Regions from separate parts of the Mus musculus genome. Here all the other regions are linked to region 3. A link is a contact called in public HiChIP or PLAC-seq and promoter capture Hi-C data. All regions are on one chromosome and are shown on one strand. Each heading gives the region's core, a stretch centred on a gene start, on an enhancer-like site or on the middle of the called end of the contact. The rest is flanking DNA. Distances are from core to core; before and after follow the strand shown. Region 1 holds the start of Gp5 (glycoprotein 5 (platelet)). Region 2 overlaps Atp13a3 (ATPase type 13A3). Region 3 holds the start of Tmem44 (transmembrane protein 44).

Region 1 (4,306 bases), core at 1,243-3,742, 240 kb after region 3:
TTTTATTTATGCACATACTTAAAGGACAGAAATGTCTGGTAAAGTAATTGTTAAATAATGATATGTAGCTTTTTAACTTTTTAAATAAATAAGATTTTTTAATGTGGGTCTCCCTCAGGGTTGTTTAAAGTTGTTTGTTTTCCTCCCTTACATATAAATAAATAATGGTAACCGGTTTCTATCTTGTAGCACCAACTGCTGTAAGGGAATGCTGCAGACAGTGCTTGGGCGAGTGTGGCGCCAACAAGCCTGAGATTCAAACGCTTTCCATTTAAGCAAACCTCTTCTTGTTTTTATACTTCATTTTGTTTCCCATGTTGATGAAAGTACTGCACAGTTTCAAAGGCATGGTAAATAATGTGTTTCTTTCATATATATTTTTTTCCAAAAGCAGCAAAAATTCATATCCAGTGAAGATCAACTTCAAGCTTTAGAGAACATCTAATATCTCATGCATGCAGTTTTGTTGTATCAATTAAAAGGGTTTTGTATATTTATGGTGGGAGGCTACTGGGAACTTTTAACAAAATAGGGAATTAACTTTTGTACAGTCTGGGCATTTACATGTATTTTTAATGTATTACAATTTGGTAATTATGTGCACATGAAATTAATAAAAGTTACTTCCTGTTATAATTTGTGAATTCCCTGAGACCGTGGATTTTTTTTAAGTAACTTTATATATCAGAAATGACACATCTTTATATTTTTAAAATTGTATTGCTGCTCAAGAATGGTACCCTTTTGTCAAAAAGGTAGATATTCATAATTGTACATTCAGCATTGTAAATACCATATGAAATCCTTTTTGATTAAAGCTATTCAAAATAAAAAATTTTAATGAATTAAATATGTCAATATTTTTTCCTGGATCCTTACACACTTGTTTGATTATGTGGCTACAGCTAGCTCTCTCAGAAACAGTTTCACTGTAGATGGGGTTTCGTTGTTTTTGCCTGGGAGGCTGGTTGAGAGGAAGGCAGCTTGGCTATTTAGTTTGATGGACTGGTTGGGGGAAGAGCTGGCTGGCTGGTGCACACTGCAAGCAGAATGGCAGTTGGGGACTCTGGGGTTGCTGCTTGGTGAAAACCAGAGCCAGCCAGACTTTTTGAAGTAAGGTCCAGGGATCCCTCTGCCTACTGTGCTTAGCTCCCCTTGTGAAGTTCCAGGGATTGAATGAGTCTTCATGCTTACAAGGCAAGCATTTTGCTTATCTAGCTATCTCCCCAGGCTCTGGATCTTGTTCTTAAAGTGGGTGAAAAGTGGAAAATAGTGATAGAAGCATATTTAACGTAACTCTGCCTCTTAGGTACATACAAAGAGATCTGTACCCCTGGATCTGAATGCTAAGGGAAACAGCGTGAGAGCATTTAAAGGAATTGGTGGGTATTCCCCCTTGGAGGGATCTACTTGATAATCTGTGACTTGACAACCAATAGATAATAGCACTTATAAAGAATGTCTATGTTATAGTTACATATAGGAAAAATGAGCACAGCTGGACATTGTGATGCATTCTTTGTGATTCCCAAACTCTAGGACACTAAGGCCAGAAGATTGTAAATTTGAAGCTAGCATGAGCTACATATACATAGCCAAGTTGTTGAGAGAAAAATAGACATAAAAGGGGAACTCGAGTTTCTCAGAAGCTGAAGAACAGGTGGCCCTTCACTGTAAAGAAAGACATCAAGTTTGTCATTATACAGAAATGCAACGTTATAAAGCATATTGAGACCATAGGTTGGTAGATTGGTATGCCATTTTGCTCTTTGGGCTGAGCCTAAGCCTAAGGAATAGGCATCATGGAAACAATCTGAATGACCAGGATTGAAGTCCAGGTCAGAGACGTGAAGACCAGGAGTTCTTACACACAGTGTGGCACTGTGGCAATACAACCACGGTGGTAGGCAGTTTGACATTAAGTTAAACTGAACACGAACCCTTGAGCAATGCTATTACTGAACATGTTTGACAATGGCTAGACCAACCATTGGGGGCGGGCATTTGAGAATTCATTGGCCTTATTTAAGAAATAAAATGTTGAGCAAAAGAGATGGCTCATCAGGTAAAGATACCTCCCAAGACATGGTGTGAGTCCTTGGGAACCTACGTGGAGGAAGGTGAGAACCAATTGCCTAAAGTTTTCTGACACCCACAAGTGAGGCACTGCCACATGCACCCACATACTCCTGCACAGGAATGAGTTAGTGCAATGTAGCATGGAAAAAAACCAAAAGTGTGGCCCATGTAATGACAGCCTGCTATTTCTGGGAAAACTTAGGCCCTCTACTCTCTAGCTTTTACAAAAGGACTTTTAACTATGGACTCTGAAAGTTTGAAAGCTCTTGTCATTAAAACCTAGAATATGCCCTATGGAGATAGTCTTTTTCTTGACTTTTTATCTGGTAAGGTCTTTATCTTGAGGATGCAAGAATACTTCCCTCTTCCTCTCTGAAGTGCCAAGTCACAAGCAGAGCTGCAAGCCTTTCAGTCAGTCCAGGGTGCAGAACTGCTTCAGGTAAGGCCAAATATTCTTAAATTAGTGTATGCAGTTAGAGGCTCAGTCTGTATAGGGGCAGAAGGAGACCTGGTACAAGAAACAGTACAAATTTTTACTTGGGAAACAGAGTAAACTAGTATTACTGTGTGCTTCCTGGGTAACTCAATGCCCAGAGTAGTTTTATTAAGCAGCTTGGTGTATAAGCAAACAGTAGCTCATTATTTAAATGTGTGAGTCAGAAAAACATCTTCAAATGCTACTTATGTGACACTTAAATTAACCTCATGTACACTGGAGCGACCAGCCTACTGCACTCGTGTTACTGTAACAGTGCAAAGTTCAGAAAAGCATGGCATAAAGCAATGGGCATTATCACCTGCACCACTGGGCTCCGGGCCGGGAGTTACAAAACGGTGTAATGAGTTGTGGGGTGTTGGTACTTTGAAAATATGTAAGAAATTGAATCTAGTGGAAGTGGGCCTTGCTGCGGTTCTCTTGCTGACTGTTGGGGATAAAGCTCCCTGCTTAACTTGTTAAAGTCAGTGACACAGCCAGTCCCAGGAGGCGTTGCTTTCTATTCTCTGAAAAAGACCGTAGCAATTTTAATTCGTTCTGTAACGATTTTAAGGTATTCTGTAGCTTGAAAATGCCCAAATGTCAATGCTCTAAACAGAACCGGGGAGATGGCTGACTGGATAAAAATGGGAACCTGTAAGACTGATCTACTCTCCAATACCCACATATGCTGAATAGAAAAGTAATTTTTTTTTAATCAGCCTTTGTAAGATAGAGGAAGACTTGGTTGTATCTGAGCGTTCCAAGGCCGTGAGAGTGCTGGCCCAAAAACTGTGCTTGCAGCAGTGCGTGCAGGGCTCCAGGATATGCTCTGAGCCTTGTTTTTGCTCTTGCATTTCAGACATGCTAAGAAGCGCCCTGCTGTCCGCGGTGCTCGCACTCTTGCGTGCCCAACCTTTTCCCTGCCCCAAAACCTGCAAGTGTGTGGTCCGCGATGCCGCGCAGTGCTCGGGCGGCAGCGTGGCTCACATCGCTGAGCTAGGTCTGCCTACGAACCTCACACACATCCTGCTCTTCCGAATGGACCAGGGCATATTGCGGAACCACAGCTTCAGCGGCATGACAGTCCTTCAGCGCCTGATGCTCTCAGATAGCCACATTTCCGCCATCGACCCCGGCACCTTCAATGACCTGGTAAAACTGAAAACCCTCAGGTTGACGCGCAACAAAATCTCTCGTCTTCCACGTGCGATCCTGGATAAGATGGTACTCTTGGAACAGCTGTTCTTGGACCACAATGCACTAAGGGACCTTGATCAAAACCTGTTTCAGCAACTGCGTAACCTTCAGGAGCTCGGTTTGAACCAGAATCAGCTCTCTTTTCTTCCTGCTAACCTTTTCTCGAGCCTGAGAGAACTGAAGTTGTTGGATTTATCGCGAAACAACCTGACCCACCTGCCCAAGGGACTGCTTGGGGCTCAAGTTAAGCTTGAGAAACTGCTGCTCTATTCAAACCAGCTCACGTCTGTGGATTCGGGGCTGCTGAGCAACCTGGGCGCCCTGACTGAGCTGCGGCTGGAGCGGAATCACCTCCGCTCCGTAGCCCCGGGTGCCTTCGACCGCCTCGGAAACCTGAGCTCCTTGACTCTATCCGGAAACCTCCTGGAGTCTCTGCCGCCCGCGCTCTTCCTTCACGTGAGCAGCGTGTCTCGGCTGACTCTGTTCGAGAACCCCCTGGAGGAGCTCCCGGACGTGTTGTTCGGGGAGATGGCCGGCCTGCGGGAGCTGTGG
Region 2 (4,166 bases), core at 1,145-3,644, 190 kb after region 3:
GTAGTTTGCACAAAGCAAGGATAATAGATTTGTTCTCACAGGATCTGAGACTTCCCAAGCCATTGGCTTTAGTCCAGGTTTACAGGTTAAAACATGATTTCCCTCCTGTGGAATGAGTCCCAAATCCAATCACAAAGTGGTTGGTTACGTATATACCAGTCATGACCCTGTTGTACCCATGAGTATATTTTGCCTGACATCTGGTATTGTATAGAGTGTATAGCTGAGTTCGACTATTGATGACTTTTCTCCAGTAGCAGCTTGCATAGCACCTTTTAGCAGTAGGGAAGCTATTCACAGGAGAAGTTTCTAGCTCAGTTCCAACCTGATTTCTCAGTGTATGTTGTCATCAGCAGTGGGGTTTTAGCATCTAGTTCTGGTGATGGCCAAGATCTGTTTTTAAAGGAAGCCAACATTTGTTTCTTTCCCTGCAGTTATCTTCACCTGTTGTGTGAAGCATAGCACCTTTCAAGCCACTGTAGAAATGGACAAAGAAGAAAGGAAGACTATCAACAAGGGTCAAGAAGATGAAATGGTAACTAACTTTCATAATTTTCTAGGGAGTAAAAGTATACAGTTAAAGAAAAACCAACATAGGCTGAGGGATAGCCCAGTGGTGGTGTATTTGTCTACCTAATGTACCGAGGCTCCAGGTTTGCTCGATAGTGAAACACCCACTCACAACACACAAATCGGAATCTCTGTATCCTGACTAAGGCTCTGTGTGTGTGTGTGTGTGTGTGTGTGTGTGTGTGTTCGTGTGTTCGTGTGTTCTTTCTTTGTTTTAGACAGCAAAGTTTCACTATAAAGCCATGGCTGTCCTGGAACTTGACCAGGCTGCCTTCAGTCTCAGAGTTCTACCTGCTTGTGCTTTCCAAGTAAGTCCTAGAATTAAAGACACGAGCCATTATTTGCCAGGACTTGAGGTAGTGGTGGTGGTTGTTGTCATTTCATTTCATTTGATTGATTGATTGATTGATTTTTGAGGCAGGGTTTCTCTGAGTAGCCCTGGCTGTCCTGGACCTCTCTGTAGAATAAGCCTCAAACTCAGAGATCAGCTTTTCTCTGCTTATCTAATGTTGGGATTAAAGTTATGCTCCATTGTCTCCTGATACTTGGTTTAACTAATTAATTAATTAATTTTGGTTATTTGAATTGAGGTTATATCATTTATGTTGGTTGGATTTTTAAAATAATTCATTTGTATGTACACTGGTGTTTTGCCTGCATGTATGTTTGTTTCAGGTGTCAGAAGCCCTGCAGCTAGAGGTATGAGCTGCCATATGTGGGTGCTGGAATTGAACCCAGGTTCTCTAGAAGAGCAGCTCTTAACACCGAGCCATCTCCAGGCCTGCATAGTTTGGATTTTACTATAGAGCCTTTTCAAAGTTTTTATTTTGTTTTAATTGTTGAAGGTTTTCGTTTTCTCTTGTAGTTTAATCACAGTGAACAGTGAGTGGCCAGTTTCTTTTTCCATCAGAAGCACGCCTCTCCTCCAGCGTAACAAGTTTCCTCCTGAGGGGAGACAGGGTTTTCAAACACCTCAGTCCTTATCCTGAGAAACAAGTAACTTTAGATGCATTTCATAGCTATGTGACATAGTGGGAGCGTTCAAGTTAGAACAGTAATAAACAAACACACACACACACACACACACGCACACACACACACGTATATATGAATAACAGAACTTGAGCAAAGCCCACTTGGTTCCAAGAGTTTTTCTCCTTCTCTTCCTCTTTTTCTTCCTTCTTCATCCTCTTCCTCTTCCTCCTTTTGACAGTTTCATTACTTTTTAACTTTTTCTTTTATTGAAAATAGTTTTTTCCCATTCCATCTATTCTGATTATGGTTTCCTCTTTTCTCTGTTCCTCCCAGTTCCATCTACTTATCCCATTTAGATCTACCCAATTTGTCTAAATAGAAAACAAAAAGGCATCTAAGGGAAAATAATAAAACAAAATATTATAAGATAAATTAAAAAAAAAAGAAAGCAACAAATGAGAATAAGGCAAAACAAGCAGAAGGAAAAGAGACCAGGGGAAGGCACAAGAGGTAGCCATAGACACAGAGACACATGTCTGCCATCCAGGAATCCCATAGATACACAAAACTGGAAGCCATAATATATATTCACAACCTGCAGGACAAAAAGAATAAGTAAAAGTTAAAGAAAGAAAGAAAGAAAGAAAGAGAGAGAGAGAGAGAGGGAGGGAGGGAGGGAGGGAGGGAGGGAAAGGGGAAAAGGGGGGAAAAGAGAGGGGGGGAAAAGGGAAAAAGGAAAGGAAAGGAAAGGAAAGGAAAGGAAAGGAAAGGAAAGGAAAGGAAAGGAAAGGAAAGGAAAGGAAAAAGCCCTGACAGGACATTATGAAGCAAGGTGCGTTCAGTGATGCTGATGGGTTTGGTTTTGTTGGTCTCCACTGCTGAGTGTGCAGTCTACTCTTAAGGTGGGTTGTTTCCCCAGGGTCTCACTTTGTTTTTCAGCTAATCTAAATACACTCTGTTGTTCAGAGTGGGATCGTCCTTTACTCAGCTTCTGTGCTGAGTGCTGCTGTGATGGGAAGCACAGCCATCATGCTTAGTTCCTCTTTCCTGTTTAAAGTGATAGCAGCTGGGGAAAGACATGGTTTTGTATGTGGTGATTTAAAATGTTAGTTAGTGCTAAAATATCTCCAATAAAAGTCTCGGTCGGTCGGATGGTCCATCATTCCGTCAATTGGTCTGTCTTTCTTTCTGTGTCTTTGTCTCTGACTCCTTCTCCCCCTCTCCCCCTTTCCCTCTCCTTCTCCTCCTCTCCCTGTACCTCTCCCCTTCCCGTCCCCCTCCCCCTCTTCTTGAGACAGGGTCTCTTTATGTAAATCAGGTTTTCCTGGGATTTGTTTCCTACTTCTGGAAGTGCCTTCTAGGTGCCACCATACCTGGCTGTCTATGTAGGTACACATGTACCATAGTGTGTATGTGGTGGGTGTCAGAAGACAACTTTTCTGAAGAGTTTTTTAGGTTTTAAAAGTTGCTTTAGTGATTGAACTTAGGTCAGCATGCGTGGTAAGCACATTTAGTCTCTGAGACATCTTGCTGGTTCCCCAAGTAAAGATTTCTATTTGTGGTTTATAAAGTTAAAAATTCAGTTCAATTAAAACAAAAACTCTGGCTGGAGAGATGACTCAGTTAAGAGCAATGACTGCTCTTCCAGAGGTCCTGAGTTCAATTCCCAGCAACCACATGGTGGCCCACAACCATCTGTAATGGGATCTGATGACCTTTTCTGGTGTGTCTGAAGATATTTTATGTACTCACATACATAAAATACATAAATCTTAAAAAAAAAAACCCACCAGAAACTCAGTTTTTTGTTAGGTTACCTTTAAAATAATCAAAGAATAAAGTTTTCTCCTTGCTCTATAGTTTAGGTTGGTTTCAAACTCACATTTCCTGTCCTGTCTTAGCCTCCCAAGTTCAGAGATTATAGGCATGTGTCACCACATGTCAAGTAATAAGTTGTAATTATCTCAGATGTTGCCATGGGATAAATAATTTCTATTGCTTGAAATTAAAACTTCAACAGCTTGAAATATTACATTTGGTAGCCCTTGTGGGTGAGAATGCAAGAATATTTAAATTAATTTGAGTTAGAGAGTGAAGTTAATTAATCCAATGGTGGCATTGGAACAATTTTCAAGTCACTTAAAACAAACAAAACCTATCCAAATGTAATGTGCTAGGCATGGAGATGCATACTTTGTAATTCTAGATGCAAGAGGCAGAGAAGCAGGAGGGTCATGAGCTGGAGGCCAACTTTGGGTACAGTCACCTATATCTGTGTGAGACCCTGTCTCATGGCAAGCACTTATACTGTCTGAGCCATCTCAACAGTCTAGGACCCTGTCTCAGTTCATCCAGTCAGCCCAGTGAGGGAGTGAATCAGTCAGTCAGTGACTGCAGTGTATTGATAGTACAGGAACACTGATTTTGACAGAAGCACCAGATGTTAGGGTCATGGGAAAGTGGATGGAAGGGTCTGTATGAAACACTGATATTTTTACAGTTTGCTATAAGTGTAAAGTGGTTACAGAATAAAAACTTTATTTTTAAAAACCCACCTGAAAACTTAAGTTTTTAAAAATGAAATGATAAAATTATAAGGAACAAAGCTGGTGAGTTGGGTT
Region 3 (3,970 bases), core at 891-3,390:
AGCCTGTGCAACAAAGAGCTAGATCAGCAGCAGTTACAAACCCACTCAGAGTCCTACCACATGCAAGAGCCAGCCCAGCCTGGGCTACATAGTAACACCTTGCCTCAAAAAAGCAAGCTAAAAGTAAGCTGGGGTGTGGTGGAGGACATCTTTTGAGTGTTTGTATGTTTGGGGCTTTCTTGTTTTGTTTTTTGAGACAGGGTTCTTTGTGTAGCCCTGACTGTCCTAAAACTTGCAATGTAGACCAGGCTGACCTGGAACTCAAAGATCCACCTGCCCCTGCGTCCAGAGTGCTGGGATTAAAGGAATGTGCCATCGCTGCCTGGCAAACGTGGCACACATCTTTAATCTTAGCATTGGAGGCAGAGACAGGCAGAACTCTGAGCTCAAGGCTAGCTTGACTTATATAGGGAGTTCCAGGTTTGCCTGGGTCACATAGTGACACACCCACAGAGGGGGCAGGGGAGGGAGGGAGAGAGAGATGAGCACATAGGAGAAAGAGAGACAGCCCAAGAGGGAGGGAAGGAGGGAGGGAGGCAGGGAGGGAGGGAGGGAGGGAGGGAGGGAGGGAGGGAGGGAGGGAACAAGAAGCTGAGCCATGGTCTTCCTCCCATCACATCAGCTGAGTTTTCTTCCCTGTCTTAGAGCCCGACTTCCTTAGGATGACAATAAGATTAACTTCCATTGGTGGTTTGTGTCACTGCTTGAACTTCAGGGTTTCTAGTGTCACAGGAGGACAAAGGGAGGTGCCATTGTCTGGATTTTAAGTAGGAACTTTTTTGTTTTTGTTTTTGTTTTTCAAGACAGGTTTCTCTGTGTAGCTCTGGCTGTCCTGGAACTCACTCTGTAGACCAGGCTGGCCTCGAACTCAGAAATCCGCCTGCCTCTGCCTCCCAAGTGCTGGGATTAAAGGCATGTGCCACCACTGCCAGGCAAGTAGGAACATTTTAAAGATAGGTTCAGTTCTCTGCTCCAAGTCCCAGCTCCAGGGAGCAGAGGGTGAATTCCAGTCCGTGACGGCAGAGGGGATGTAGTAGATATGGCTACACCGTCATGCACTGACAGCTGCACATATGTGCCTATGTGTGTCTGTGTGTGTGCATGCCTGTGTGTGTTTGTATGTGTGCATTCAAGTGTGGAGTTCAGACAATATGTGTGGTCAGTTATTTCCTCTCTTCCATTAGATGGAAGATTAGATTGAACCCAGGTCTTCAGGCTTGGCAGCAAACACTTTCGCCCCTCGTGATACTACCAAGTTGGTGGTTATGTTTCTCCCTTACACACCCACCCTACCCCTCCCCACCCCACCCCACCCCACTCCACCCCCGAGTAGCCAGGGTTTCTCTGTGTAGCCTTGGCCGTCCTAGAACTCACTCTGTAGACCAGGCTGGCCTTGAACCTAGAGATCCTCTTGCCTCTGCCTCCCAGTGCCAGGATTAAAAGTGTGCACCACCACTCCTGGCTTTGTGGCTAAGTTTAAATATATGGAATTGGAGTGCGTGTGATCATTTAGACCACAGCGTTTTCTTTGCAGTAGACATCAAGGTGGATGGCTGTTGCACAGTCCCAGTACCTGGGAGGCTGAAGCGGGAAGAGTCTTTGAGTTGGCGGCCCACCAGGGCTACACAGTGAACTCCAGGTTAGCCTGGACCACGTGGCAAAACCCTGCCTCAAAAGTAAATAAACAGTGAAGCCACCGTCAAGCTGTGCTCTAAGCAAACTTACTGAAATCGAAGACAATTTGAAAATATTCTAATGGTTTCCTTTAGCGAAAAACCATCCATGTACCTGAATTGTGCGGCACCGTGGTTGGATGGGAGCGGCACATTTCAAGTTTAACCCCTTTCTGGCCGGGGTGGCGCAAGGCGTGCCCTTGACAGCTTCAGCAGAGGGGAAGGAGGAAGCAGAGGCGATGTGTACCCCATCCGTCCCCCACCCCACACTTTTGTGCTGCATCTTTTCAACCAGGGACAACGCTCCTCGGGGTTCCCTCCATCCCCCCACTAGCGCTGGTCCGCGCCAGAGTATTGTCTGGCTTTGGAACCGGGCGAACCCGCAAAGGGACTGGGTGCTGGCGGGGCCCTCCTTTGTGCAGCGGCCGCGCGCGGCTCTACCGCTAGGGGGCAGCCTGCACCCCGCAGAGCCCCACAATAGGCGAGGCTGGGGAGCCGCGCGGTCCGGGAACTTTCCCCGGGGTCGGCGGAGGCTCGGCCGTGCCATGGAGGAGGGGGCTAGCGCCGCGCCCCCGCTCTTGAACTGGGACTACCTGGAGCGCTGCTTCGCCCGCCGCCGCGTCTGCATCTCCTTCGGCCTGTGGATCTGCGCCGCCTGCTGCTGGATCGCTGCCCACACGCTGTAATGGGGACGGGACCCGCGCGAGGGGTGGCGGGCCACCCGCGGGGGCGACTGGGCGTCACTCGCCTCGGCTCCTCTAGGAAGCCTAGGGGGAAGGGGCGTACAGGGGGCGTCCTGCAGGTAGCTCAAGTCCGAGTTCGGATCTGACATTGCTATGTGGACTGAAGTGGAGTCCTTTCTGGACTCCGCGCACCGGGGAAGCTGGGCTGCGAGCCGGCAGCAGGAGGCTGGGTGGTGCAGTGGATGCGGGCTTGGAACAGCTTCTATTGTCAGCCTTTTCCTGGTTGTTGGCGGTGTGAGGGGAGCAAGTGTAAGCCTTTGGGTCTCCTGTGAATGAGGATATGCCTCATAAAATGAATGTGAGGATTAAATAAGGCATAGCAGGCAAAGGACTTAATACGTGCTCATTAAACACCATTACCGCTCTGGCTCTACCACCCACCCTTAGGGACCCTAGCAAGTCCCTCGATGTTTTCTACTTTTAATTTATCCAAAGCTCTTTATGCCAAGAGGTGAGGCAGTGGTTATCTGACTCTGGCCACAGTTTTTGCTTTTGTCTGTCTCCCGGTGGTTTGGCCAGGCAATCCCTGTAGCCTGGGTTCTGTGAGAGCATAGCCTCCAGGTCTTCAGCCACCCTGTCCCCACGCACAGAAACCCAGAGACAGTTTCCAGGGTGGTGCCACCCAAGTATACCCAGGCGGGGGAGAGTGTACAGCATCCCTCTATCCCGACTCCTGCAACTGGCTCACCTTAGCGCTCGGTGGACAACCCCCTCAAGACTGTCTGTAGTGGTTCAGAGAGTCAGCAGTCCATTGCCTAGAGACTGGAGTCCAGGACAGACACTCTGGGCCTGAGTTACATTTCTTCGTCCTCTTGCTCCTCGCCTGCCCCTGTCCCTAAGGCAGGTGCTGTTATCAATCGGATGAGGAGCCTGCTTCCTGAGTGAATAATAATCCTGCCTGTGACTCAGGTAGGCATCAGGGATTGAGCTCTCTGAGGTAGAGGGCTCTGCATGCATGGTCTCCTTTGTTCCGTAGCCATCCTATGCAGCCAACACAGGTAGGCATGCTCACCCCTGGAAACCATGGCTTACAGAAGTGAACTAGTGTGCTTAGAATGGCCGACTTTTGCCCTGCCTGAGGCTAGATGTGCCTCTCTGTTCTCTCTGTACCCCATCACTCCTGAACCCCTCTCCCCCTGTCTTTCTGCAGAGAATGGATCTTGGGGGGCAGGTTGCTAGGTTAAGGTCAGTCTGGGAGTCCTGGCCCCTGAGAGCACAGGGCATAGGGTAAAGCCCTGAGTGGTGAAGCTAGAGGCCTGCCGCTGGCTCACATCATCACCCCAGGCTGCAGGGTCTCCTCTCTCCAATGCAAAGGTTGAAGTAAAGCGTTGTTCATTTGGGTCCACATCTCTTACCCGACCAGTCTTCACTCCTCGAGCTTGCATTGGTTTTAATACCCAGAGCTTAGATTTATAGCTGACGGGTGACACCCTGAGCTTCAGGCTTGGGGCTGGCAGACACAGAGATGTTTAAGGTGTTGGGTAACAACCTTCTTTCTGTAATTATGATCCTTGGGACTGATGCTCAGAACCTAATCTATGGAATCAGAGCCAA

The links. HiChIP or PLAC-seq counts read pairs in DNA pulled down with a chosen protein or histone mark. Capture Hi-C pulls out chosen DNA fragments and counts their contacts.
Region 1: a contact with region 3 is called in a promoter capture Hi-C map of pancreatic islet. The contact joins the promoter of Gp5 here to the promoter of Tmem44 in region 3. A contact is called at or near these places in 12 of 39 promoter capture datasets (the 3T3-L1 cell line, 3T3-L1-derived adipocytes, the C10 cell line and 7 more), 4 of 15 datasets of contacts at CTCF or cohesin (CD8 T cells, the NIH/3T3 cell line, embryonic stem cells and 1 more), 1 of 484 Hi-C or Micro-C datasets (bone marrow-derived macrophages), 7 of 115 datasets of contacts at active chromatin or transcription factors (effector CD8 T cells, embryonic stem cells, extraembryonic endoderm stem cells and 3 more) and 3 of 9 other capture datasets (adipose tissue, liver and pancreatic islet).
Region 2: a contact with region 3 is called in an H3K4me3 HiChIP or PLAC-seq map of bone marrow-derived macrophages, with 5 times the contacts expected there. The contact joins the enhancer-like site here to the promoter of Tmem44 in region 3. A contact is called at or near these places in 19 of 39 promoter capture datasets (the 3T3-L1 cell line, 3T3-L1-derived adipocytes, the C10 cell line and 12 more), 1 of 15 datasets of contacts at CTCF or cohesin (the NIH/3T3 cell line), 1 of 484 Hi-C or Micro-C datasets (bone marrow-derived macrophages), 13 of 115 datasets of contacts at active chromatin or transcription factors (bone marrow-derived macrophages, craniofacial prominence, embryonic basal ganglia and 8 more) and 4 of 9 other capture datasets (adipose tissue, liver, macrophages and 1 more).

The regions. Positions count from the first base shown.
Region 1 is chr16:30,308,967-30,313,272 of GRCm38.p6, reverse strand. It overlaps Gp5 (glycoprotein 5 (platelet)), which reads left to right and starts at 2,492. Exons shown (of 2, transcript NM_008148.4): 1 at 2,492-2,518; 2 at 3,417-4,306. The coding sequence starts at 3,419. It overlaps Atp13a3 (ATPase type 13A3), which reads left to right. Exons shown (of 34, transcript NM_001128096.1): 34 at 1-850.
Region 2 is chr16:30,363,204-30,367,369 of GRCm38.p6, reverse strand. It overlaps Atp13a3 (ATPase type 13A3), which reads left to right. Exons shown (of 34, transcript NM_001128096.1): 3 at 435-535. The coding sequence starts at 485. Among named protein-coding and RNA genes, the nearest start is that of Atp13a3, 23 kb to the left of the region's middle. Within about 2 kb of position 2,394, at least 4 of the 459 cell types and tissues checked have an H3K27ac peak or open chromatin away from gene starts, as enhancers often do. A contact at or near this core is called in bone marrow-derived macrophages, where this site is marked.
Region 3 is chr16:30,548,748-30,552,717 of GRCm38.p6, reverse strand. Tmem44 (transmembrane protein 44) reads left to right here and starts at 2,140. Exons shown (of 11, transcript NM_001384248.1): 1 at 2,140-2,355. The coding sequence starts at 2,219.